Regions from separate parts of the Mus musculus genome. Here regions 1 and 2 are each linked to region 3. Evidence: chromatin contacts called from public promoter capture Hi-C data. All regions are on one chromosome and are shown on one strand. The core of a region is the stretch at or near the end of the contact, and the rest is flanking DNA. Distances in the headings are between cores, read along the strand shown. Region 1 holds the start of Nxf1 (nuclear RNA export factor 1). Region 2 holds the start of Zbtb3 (zinc finger and BTB domain containing 3). Region 3 holds the start of Prpf19 (pre-mRNA processing factor 19).

What was found. Promoter capture Hi-C pulls out the DNA fragments that hold promoters and counts their contacts.
Region 1: a promoter capture Hi-C map of pre-B cells shows a contact between it and region 3, with 2.1 times the contacts expected there. A contact is called at or near these places in 3 of 39 promoter capture datasets (cranial neural crest, liver and pre-B cells) and 1 of 130 datasets of targeted methods (astrocytes).
Region 2: a contact with region 3 is called in a promoter capture Hi-C map of hippocampal neurons, with 3 times the contacts expected there. A contact is called at or near these places in 1 of 39 promoter capture datasets (hippocampal neurons) and 1 of 484 Hi-C or Micro-C datasets (muscle stem cells).

What each region holds. Positions count from the first base shown.
Region 1 is chr19:8,754,924-8,758,588 of GRCm38.p6, reverse strand. Nxf1 (nuclear RNA export factor 1) reads right to left here and starts at 1,486. Exons shown (of 21, transcript NM_016813.2): 1 at 1,330-1,486. The coding sequence starts at 1,357. 1700023D09Rik (RIKEN cDNA 1700023D09 gene) reads left to right here and starts at 1,620. Exons shown (of 2, transcript NR_132423.1): 1 at 1,620-1,804; 2 at 3,439-3,665. Stx5a (syntaxin 5A) reads right to left here. Exons shown (of 10, transcript NM_019829.4): 10 at 2,947-3,665. The coding sequence ends at 3,521.
Region 2 is chr19:8,800,938-8,804,643 of GRCm38.p6, reverse strand. Zbtb3 (zinc finger and BTB domain containing 3) reads right to left here and starts at 2,096. Exons shown (of 2, transcript NM_001098237.2): 1 at 1,959-2,096; 2 at 1-1,670. The coding sequence starts at 1,619. The coding sequence ends at 63.
Region 3 is chr19:10,892,659-10,896,515 of GRCm38.p6, reverse strand. Prpf19 (pre-mRNA processing factor 19) reads right to left here and starts at 1,285. Exons shown (of 16, transcript NM_134129.4): 1 at 1,048-1,285. The coding sequence starts at 1,066.

The DNA of each region.
Region 1 (3,665 bases), core at 237-2,736, 2.1 Mb after region 3:
GGACAGCCAGGGCTACACAGAGAAACCCTGTCTCGAAAAAACAAGGGATTTTCATCCTTCCTTGTCTATAGCTCTGTGGGAGAACAGAAGGCCTGGCACACAGGGAATGACCTGGAACCTCTGATCCTCTTACCTTAAACAGTGCACTACTACACTTGGTTCTATTTATTTTCCTTTTTGCCAGACCTTGAGTTTAACTCTAGGAGCCCAACCCCCCCAAAAAAAAGTAAAAGTCTATGCAATACCGAACTTGGGAAGCTGACACAGGGAGACTGACTGAGGCCAGCCTGGGATACTAGGGCTGACCCTGTAAGGGAGAATTAGCCTTCCCTAGGGATGAATTCCCTAAATGGTTATCCAATCCCAAATGGTAAGCTTTAGAAACAAATATATACACATTAACACTAAATGGGCTCTGCATGTTGGATGAATTTGGGGAGAGAGTTGACAATGGGAATGGCTAGAGAAAGGAGACCAAGTAATTATATTTGAATTAAAATAAAGGTTCATTGGGTAGCTATTTTTCAGGCCTGGATAAATCATCAGTATTACACAAATACAAAAAAGGTATAACTTTCAAAGAAATCCACCTAATATCTAGCATCCTCTAAACAACGATCCTCTCCAAGCAACCCTAGTAAAAAGGAATACATTAAGAGACAGTGAAACTACGGTTCACGGAAGAAAATTCCCACTCCAGTTACTGTGTTCTAGGCACTTGGTAGAAATTATTTCATACGCACACAAACGCACACGCACATGCACACAAACTTGGGAGACAGGTACCCACATGAAAGAGGCGGAAAACAAGGCCTGAAAGTTTAACTCACTCGGGTTTAGTACAGCCAACTCCAGATTCAAACCTCAGCTGTCATAGTGTCCTAACCACCACAATGAATTAACATGTCAGGATAGGTGTTCCGACTAGAAATTTGATAAACAATAAGCAGCAAGCTACAAGAACAGACTGATCGTATCACAAAAAGAAAAAGAAAAATAGGGCACCAGGGTAGCCCACGACCAAGCGACTACTGACTCACATTTAAAGGAAGAGTCGGGCCGCCAAACTGAACTGACAGGCATCAACCACCCTCAAAGTTGAAAGGAATCTTGTCACCCCACCCCTGAGCCACAGGTTCTCCAACGCCTGAATCCGGGCGACTCTGGAGCCCCTGGGTCCCGCGGCGCCCCGCGCCCCCTGCCCGCGCGGCCACCGCTACCTACGGACGTAGGGCTCCTCGCGGCCTCCCGCCCCCGGGCTGAGGCCTAGGCCAGGGCCGCCCACCCCAACCCACCGCGTCGCCTCCCGGCCCGAGGCCCCGCACTGACCGTTGTATGACTTCCCTTCGTCCGCCATGGCACAGGCAGGTACAGGGGCGGGCTCAGGCGCAGAACCTGACGCCACCAAACGCCAAGGAGCCTTAGCGCTCAGGACAGAATCTCTCCTACGACCGGCGCCACCGCATTTATCCGGCGAAGCACGTCGCGCGCCGCCGACGTCCCCAGGATGTGGGCGGTGCCGCGGGACGTGAACGCGCTCTCTGAGCCTGCGCAGAAGCAGGGCGGCCGCTCGGGGGCGTGGCCAGGCCCTCCGAGGCCCGCCCACGGCCGGAGCTCCGGCCGGATGGCCTATCGGCCGGCCCCGCCTTCCTATTTCTTCGCTGGCCCGGTCCCGGAGCTAAACCCTCTGCGTTAGCACTGAACTCAAGAGGAGCAGGGTCGAGGGCTACACACAAGAATGGAGACCTGGCCTCTGAACGGGAGTAACGGCCCACAGTCCCCGCCGGTGGGATCCCGGCAGCGAGTAAGTCGCAGCTCAGTTCCTTGCCAGCCGCTGGCCTATGCCCTCTTAGCTTTTCTCATCTCCACGACGAATTATGACGAAATAGAAAATTGGAATGTAAGCCCCACTGGAGCAGGAACCTTAACTAATGCGAACTTTTCTTCCTCCAGCACAGTATCATGCCCAGTGTGAAACCCAAGTGTGAATTAAACGAAATCCTGTCCTTCGTAGGTTTTTAAATTGACTAATGAAAAAAGGTCTTTTAAATTGACTAATGAAAAAAAAAGTCAAGTCGGGTGTAGTGGAGCAGGTCTTTAAACCCAGCATTTGGAAGGCAGAGGCAGGCAGATCTTTGAGTTTGAGGCCAGTCTTGGCTCTATAGAAATTTCTAGAACAGCCAGAGCTATGTAGAGACCCTTCCTCCAAAAAAAATAAAATAATAAAATAAAATAAAAAAGCTTTAGTCTTACTATCAATACTTTGTCCAGTTCAGAGATAGGGAACACTACATAGACCATCTCAAAACAAAATCAGGGATCTAGTGAGCCTTAAGCCTTGATCTTCACTTCACTCAGTCTGTCATACTGAAGCCTAATTGGTAGACCCAGGTCAGCTAGGTAGGTAGCTAGGGAAAGTTGCTAGTTTTGGGTTTTGTTTCTTGAAACAGGGTTTCTGTGAAACTTGCTTTGTAGACCAAGTTGGCCACAAACTCAAGAAATTCACCTGCTTCCAACTCCCAAGTGTTGACTGAAACTTTAATGTCAAACCCAAGAGCTCTAGGAAACTTTTCTGGTGTGGCTAGGACTATTGCAGCCTTGGATCCAGATGCTGCTGTGGGAGGGGGAAGCAGATGGGGTGCTGGTAGGCATGGAGCATGACTTGATTTGAAGATACAAAACAGGCTCAAACTTATGGGTACTGTCTTGGAAGTTGCCGCCCAATTATGAACCCACTTAGTCCAAAGGAAAACTCTTATGAAGTGCTGCTGTACTTGGCTACTCGCTTCTAGGGGGGAGTTGTGTGTACAGAGCTCCGGAGCTACCCTGCCTATCAGTAGGGGCCCATCAGAGTCACTGACTTAACCCTTTTGGTTCTGGTATTGGGCAGTGGTTAGCTTTTTGCTGAAGTCCCCCCCCCCCCCCCAGAAATGACATCAACACTAGTGAGGCTGACAGTCTTGCTGTAATTGGGAGGAAATAGGCTGCAGCATGTTTGGCATATTGAGAGTCACCAGTAGCCAAAGTCAGGTTTGTGCAGGCAACTGTAGGGCTCAGAGCCCCCTCACCTCACATGGTGAGGAGAAGGCGGCAGTCAAGTTCTAGCTGACCCAGATGATGAAGTTGGTCCCTTGGATACTTCTTGAGGATTCTTGCCTCTCAAGAAGGAAGGGCGTTTTCTCCTCTTGCTGCCAGTTACGTTTGGGGGAGGCTGGTTATAGGCTTATAAAAATCTCAAGGTGGAGACAACCTCCCCCACTGGCCCCTAGCTGGCTTCTGTTCCCAGCCTCTTCACAGCAGAGTCCAAATCCAGAACCAGTGTGTTTCATGGGCCTGAGGATAGGACAGAGTGGCCAGAGACAAGGGTGGGGAATCAGGGACACTGGCCATTCTTAGCAGTTCCAAGGAAATGGCCTTTCTCCCAACCACCTTGCACAGGCTCAGTGGCAATAGTAGCCACCTGTCCTCCCAGGAGGATCCCAAGCCCTCCATGGAGTGGCTCAGAATGAGGGAGGAGGGTTCAGGCAAGGAAGACCACAAAGATGATGAAGAAGACAATGAGGATGAGGAAGATTTTGACCATGAGCCACCGATTGGAGGTAACTGACTGGAAGTACTTGAGGATCTCTGAATGGGCTGCCTCCACATCCAGCTGGGCTCCAAGC
Region 2 (3,706 bases), core at 847-3,346, 2.1 Mb after region 3:
TTCTCTGTAGCCATCTAGCAATGGTAAGAGCAGGCCTGGCATCAGTTCATGCTCCCCAGATGTTAATTTTTAGGACCAAGTGCAAATTCTTTGGGTGGACCTCCACCACCACTGCTATGTCTCTCTGTCGTTTGGGAGCCAGAGAGGGGCTGCACCCCTAGAATGGTGCTAGCCTCTGGATCTGGTTTGCTGCGTTTGGCCAGGTCCTCATTGTGAGCCTTGCGGATGTGGCGGTAGAGGTCCCCTGACTGTGTGTAGCTTCGTAGGCAATAGCGGCACTCATAGGGCCGCTCACGTGTGTGCACTGTGGCATGTCGCCTTAGTGTATAAGAACATGAGAAGGTCTTTCCACAAGTCTTGCAGGTGGGAACATCCTCTGTAAAATTTCCAAAGCTCCCTTGGGCTGCTTCATACTCAGGAGGAGGGTAGAGTGGTTCATGCAGGGCTGCTGGTGCAGGCAGGGGTGAGGTTACCAGCCCTCGATGATACTGCCCTGGACCTGGCAGCAGATGGTATGGTAGATGAGATTCCGGAGGCAGGAAGTGGTCACTTGGCCCCACCTCCTCTAGTCCTGTTGCCCCTGGCTCCTCAAAAGCCTCTGCCTGTGAGGGCTGTCCCCCATACACTGCTCCTCCAGGTGGGAACAGCCCTTCAGATCTGTGGGGCTGTTCCTCTGACAAGTCAGCCTCCTCATCAGAGATCACAATAGCTTCTACTTTTACCTGGACCAGTTCAGCTTCAACTGGGGCTGGAGCCTGGGATAGAACTGGGGCTGGCGCTGGGGGTGGGGCTGGAGCTGGGGGATAGAAGCCTTGCAATGGTCCTCCAGTATCCCTTGGTTCCACCACCCTCAGACTCTCAGGAACCACATCAAGAGGAGTCAAGGGCTCCACCGAAACTCCTGGAAGGCCAGAAGAGAAGTAGTTTACAGGAATGGTCTCTGTAGAGCTACTTGGGCTGGCAAGAGAGACGGAGACATCAGCCACTGGTGGAGGAGGTGCCCGAAGATGTGATGAGTCAACTTCCATGCTTGGTTGTGTAGTGTCTGCCCCCCCAGATACTGGTGGCTCATCTGCAGGATGAGCAATGGGTAAGGGAGTGGCTGGACCCTTCCATTCCTCTTTGTTCCAGCGGGCTGACGGTTCAACAGATGCCAGTAAAGGCTGTGGGCCTCGAGAACTGCCTGACAAAAACTCCAGACTAGCAGGATTGGTTTCCTCTTCCTTCTTGGTACTGTCTGCCTCTGCCAGAGCTCGGGCCTGCAATCGTTGCTTACAAACCTTAACAATGTCATTCATGTGCAAGTAGCTGGCAGCTGCCAGCACATCTTCTAGAGGAGTATCTCCCCTAAGGGCCAGCTGGCCAGCATACATAAAGTCCAAAAGCAACCCAAAGGCTGGGGCCGTGACAATCTCATTGTGAATACACACCAGGTCCCTCTTGTCCAATTCCCGCTCCTTGTAGAAAAGCTGAAAGAATGGGCTGCAGGAGGCCAGCACAGCCCGATGGGCCAAGAACTGGGTACTACCAACCATCACAGTGCAGTCACAAAGGAAACCCTGGGACCGTTGCTCCCGCAGGCTCTGAAGCAGCTGCTGACTGTGTTCTGGGAACTCCATAGCACCCCAAGGAGGGAAGGGTGCCCAAGAGAGTTCCCTACCACTGACTCCCTGGGAAGAAAGGACAGTAAATTAGGTAACTTCCATAGCAACCTCCACATCAGCCCTTAAATAGAGCTGACCACCCAAGGCCTCTGGCAACATGCTGTCCCCCACCCCCAACCATGTTTCAGTTAACTGCCCTTCTTTTTCCACTATCCCACCCAAAGACCTGTTGGCTCCGCCCCCTGAGCCTAACCTTAGGAATCGTCCCCGCCCCTATTCGAAAAAAAGCCCTGCCCCCGGAAGTCCCGCCCCCTAAGCAGCCTGTGCTTCCTCGATTCTCAGCCGGTGCCTTACAATGAGTCCTCCAACTAGGACTGTCTTTTGCGCCCAAGCTTTCCCGGGTGATGCCTTCACGCCCCAGACCCGGAACTTCCTGCGCTTTTCCCTCTCGAACTCCAAGGCTAAGGACTCCCAACGTAGGAACTAGCAGAGAAAGCTGAGCCCTCACCCACGACCTAGCAGCTACTAGGAGAGCTCCGCCTCTTCCCACCTCCGCTATCTTAATTGGCTCAAGCTTGCCCTCTCTTGTTGTGGATTGGCTCACTGTGAGCTACCCCGCCCCTCGATAACCGGCTTCTCCAAATGGGCAATCCCTGCCATTGCTCAGGCGTCGAGGCTCACAATTGGTTGTTGCTCCTGTCCTAAACTTTTCTTCCTCATCCCGCCTTCCCTCAGAGACCTCAGGATTGGCTGAACTTATTCATCTGTTTCCCATAGGGAAATTACCCGCCTGGGTGGGGCGAGGTTGGCAGTAACGCAGTGTATTCGGGAGTATACAGCCTGTTTCTGCTGCGGACTACCTAGAAGGAGAACTATAACAAAATGGTGTGATAACCTGTAGGCCCACGTCTAGACCAAGCTCTGCCGAAACAGTGGGCAGTAAGCCACACCTCCCAAAAGTGCAGTTCACTCTTGCAGATCTGGTCCTCGAAAATTACAGGATGCGCCACTAGTTCAGGCTCAGTAGTGGTGTTAGTAACTACCTCTAACTCTATGAAGATGATGGACTGTTCTCTAGGCAAGCCCTAGTAAGGACAGAAATGGGACAGAGTCTAAGGATATCTGTGTTGTTAAAATCTTTTCCCTGAGGGGGGCTGCGATCGGAATGTAAAGTCAATAAGTAGAGAAAACAAAACAAAACAAAAAACTCTTCTGTAAGGTCCCAATGATAAACCAAGGTACTATGCCACTAGTACCTTGGGCCCCTGAGAACTTATTGGCCTTTCTTACAGAGCCTAGGTGAGGGGTTACTTACAGGAGTGTGGGTGAGCCACTTCAGAAGTCCCTGGCTAAAGGGTTTACCCAGCATAATGTTCCTGTAGCCATATAGATGGAGCTCCCTCCCTAAGTCATTCTCCACCTATAGAATTCTGGGTATATATATATATATATATATATATATATATATATATATATATATATATATATATATATATATATATATATATGTATATCAATCAGGTAATATATGTAATATATATATTACACACACACCCAGCCCTGGAGATCCTGGGGTCATGTGCAATTAGGGAACTGGTTGAGGGAAGTGACTGGATACTCAAGTGAGGGTCTCATGACCCTCCACAGCCCCTCATCCTATAAGGGAAAGTCAACAGTCAGCAAGCACAGCTGAGGTGGTCTTCTGCCTGCAGACCCAGCTAAAGTTCTGAGGAGGATGGTAGTTTGCCTCCAAAGATAGTCCTGTTTGGTCCCATAATACACATGTGGTTGTGCATGTCCACAATATGTTCAGGAGGTAGAAGACAGAGCATCGGAACTTCAAGGCCAGCCGGAACAACAAACTTTCAGCACAGCCTGGACAGCATAAAACCCAAGTGTAGGTGATGTGCTCTTTTAATCCCAACACTTGGGAAATAGAGGCAGGCAGATCTCTGAGAGTTTAAAGTCAACCTGGTCAATATAGTGAGTTCTAGGCCACCAGAGCTGCACCATGAGTCCCTGGAAATAGTTCCACGAATGGAGTTTTGTTTATTTTTTCAATTGAGCTACTTCTTGTTTGCTTGAGAGGATTTCCACATGTA
Region 3 (3,857 bases), core at 36-2,535:
ATATTTAAAACCCGTATCTTGTACACGGCCTTCCTGTCCTATTCTGTTGGTTTATCACACTACTCGACGACTAAAGCTTTCTGGGAGCTTTCCCTCTTCTACCAGAGGAAGGATAGCCCTGGGCACGTAAGAGTGTGGTCTCAAAGATGGAAAGAAAACAAATCGTTTGTAAATACTTTGCAAACTGCAATTTCTCTAGTATGAGATTTCCTTTTCTGCTTGTCATTTCCCTCCTCCTTTTCCTTCTTTGAACTAATGGCAACGTTCTGAGAGGGAAATAGAGAAGGCGAGGAATCTAGTAACGTGGTAAACAATATGGGAGAACACCCGCAATGCCGTAATACAACACCCCAAGACAGGACAGCATAGTGCACGGGAAAACCATGGATCCAGGCTCAAAGAGCCAAGCTCCACTGCTTAGCTTCCTCGCACACCCCTAGGTAAACCCATTCTTCAAGACTTCCGACACCCTCTGTAACTCACGGATCTTTATTTCCCTTCAGACAATTCTTGTAAGCATAAAATGAGATCACCGTTTGGAAATGCATCGTAAATCAATACAGGTTTTCTAAACATTCGCTGTTTTCATTAGTCATACTGCGCGAGGCTAGAAGCCAGACACCTGGCTTCCAGCCCTGTCTCGAAGTCACTGCGTGATCTCTGCAAATCGGAAAGTCCGATTCCTAAGCGAGGTTTCCCAAGCAATGCCCACTGCAATGCTTTCAATTTTGCAGATGGGGAAACTGAGGCCCAAACCCGCTAGAGCCCAGATCACAATTGGAGGCGGATCCTGGGCATGTCCTCGGGTTTTTTGACACCAAGAGCTGTTTTTCACTGCACCAGCTCCTCCCCCCCACTTCTGCTCAGGCCTGTCTCAGCTCTGTAAAACGACGCCGGTTTCAAAAGACCCCTGAGACAGTCATTCTTCCCAGCTACGTGAATTGCGCAGCCCTGCGCAAATGCACCCTGCACGCAGGGCCGGGAGCTCCAGGGCCCGAGCCACAGGGGCCACACACGCTCCCGCCTCCCGCCGCAGCCAGCACTCACTCGAGCAGATCAGGGACATGGCGCCGTCGTAGCGCTGCTGCCAGTCGCCTCACAGAGGGTTCCCGGTTCTCTGCAGCCTCCGCGGGCCACTTCCGGTCCCCCGCCGCTTCCGGAGCGCTCGGACGCGGGTAGACAGCTGCCCAGCGTGGCGATGCTCGCACAACTGCTTCACGTGGGGAGGTGGCCGGTGGCGCGCCTCAGCCTTCTGCAGCTAACGGAAACTGCCCTTTCCCAGCATGCAACCGAGCAGGAAAAGGCCCGCCTCGAAACACTCGGCTGTTTCCGCATTGGCTCGGCTTCTTCCGGCGAGCGCTCCAAGAGGCCTGAGGCGGGAAGGAGAGAAGAAACTACATTTCCCATGAGGCTGCGGGGACCGCCAAGGCTCTTTTTTTTTTTTTTTTTTTTAGATGGAGCTGCTGTCACCTAGGGAACACTAGTCTTTGAAATGGTCGTGTGCAAGACAGATTTTTCAGGAGCTTGTAAAAGTGCAGATTCCTAGAGTCTGCCTTAGAGAGTCTGTAGGCATGATTCGGAGACCTGTGTTCCTTGGCCGGCTTTTGAGAAACAATGTGACCCTGTAAATAAAGCACAAATGAGTAAAGAAACTAACACTGCCTAAATTCTTGCTCTGGAAATATGGGCAAGCCAATGACTTCGTTGCCTGCTACGTTTTAAATATAGTCTGTTTTGTAAACTCAAGGGAATTTAGTTCCCAGCGTCTTATGTGTACGTTTAAAAGAATGGAAATTTGATGGGTGTGTTTGCAGAAGTCTTTAAACACAGGCACTGGGCTTCAGAGGCAGGCAGATCTCGGAGTACAAGTCCAACCTGGTTATATAGTGAGCTCCAATCCAGGGCAGTCAGAGCTGTGTAGAGAGAACATGTCTCAATAAGCAACCAAACAGTAAGAGTGGAAAGTTAGCACGACTATGGTGTTTTTCTGTGGTTTTGTTTTTGTTTTTTTGAGACTGGGTTTGTGTGTGTGTGTGTGTGTGTGTGTGTGTGTGTGTGTGTGTAGCCCTGGCTGTCCTGGAACTCAGTCTGCAGATAAGGCTGGCCTCAAACTCAAAGATCTTCCTGTCTCTGCCTTTTGAGTGCTGAAATCAAAGGTGTGTGTCATTACTATCTAGCTTAACTGTGGAATGTAGAGGTGGGATCTTTAGAATAAGACATTACAAGAATCCTGGTGGAGTTCATATAGGGAAAGAAAGAGTGAACAGGCACAAATGAACCAGTTGACTTCCATGGCAATGTGACACCAGCAAGGAAGAGGCCCTAGACATTGCCCACGTCATTCTCTTTGAACCTTGTGCTTCTAGAAATTTGAGCAAGGAGAACCCTCTTTTCTTTAAAGTAGCCTACCTCAGGTGTTTTGTTATAATAACAGTTCCCTGCCTCCTGCCAACTTCTTTTGTTTTCTCTACTAAAGACCGGACCAGATCGGCTACCAAGCCTGATACCCGAGTTCAGTCCCCAAGACACCCCCCCCACACACACACACACACAAGCACACACAGTAAAATAAATAAATAGGCTAGGCCTGGTGGCACATTGAGAGTAAGTAAATAAACTAAAATGGTATCAGTCATAATGGAGTTCTATGGTAGCAAATTAAAACTAGCTTTCTAACCTTCTAAGAAATCAGGACAGACAGAGGCAATGGCCACATGTCCTAGCCCTGCCAATCACAGCAAGCATGGTAACTATGTTCTGCCTGCCTTGGTCCTTATGAAAAGTACACTGGAGAAATCTGACCTATCAACCAGTCAGATCTCTGCACTTCCCTCTTTGTCTCCTAGCCTCCCAAGGAAAACATGCTCAGGCCTTCTCTTTTGTTTTATTTCTGCTTCCTGTCTAGGGAATGACTCCCCTCCGAGGCATCAAGACACACTTTGGCTCATGGAATGAGGTGTTGCCCAATTCTACAATCACAAAATATAGCCAACATAAATCTTTAATGTGATCTAATTGGTCTAAGAGACAGAAATGAGATGAAGAAAGAAACGCTGACATAGGCTGGGCAGTGGTGGCGCACGCCTTTAATCCCAGCACTTGGGAGGCAGAGGCAGGAGGATTTCTGAGTTCGAGGCCAGCCTGGTCTATAGAGTGAGTTCTAGGACAGCCAGGGCTACACAGAGAAACCCTGTCTTGAAAAAAACAAAAAAACAAAAACCAACTGCTGACATAGATTACAGTCTGTGGAATGATGGGCACATAAACAAGAAGAAAGTTCCAGATGGGTAGGTGCTCTAAATAAAAGATAAATTAGAGCGGGTTGAGAAGGTGGTACTGGGGTTGGAGGGGTGACTACTTTAGCAGGGTATGAAAAAGGTATGCATGCCCACTGGGGAGATGATGTTTGTTTTTAGCACGTAAATTTTATTTTAGTGTGTATGTGGATGCATGTGCCACAGCCCATGATTATGTGTCAAAGGAGAACCTCAGAGAATTGGCTCACTCCCATCACGTTGGTCTTGGGATCGAAGTCAGGTTCTCTGACTTGACCGGAAGTTCCTTTCCTCAGTGAGCTATTTCACCAAACCAAAGGGTGGCAACATTTTTGCTGAGACCTAAATAAAGGACACGTGTCAGTCCTGAGACCACAGATACCTGATGAGCCAACCTCCTCCACAGTCTCACCTCACCTCCCTCTTAGCCACATTGGCCCTTCATTGGCCCCTGGAGACCTTCGGTTGGTGCTCAAAATGTTTATGTGGCAGCCTTGCACCAACTCCTTCCCACTTCCCCTACCTAACCAAACCCTCCAGGGCAAACCAAAGCCTCATCTTCAGTATTGCCTTCTCTATGGG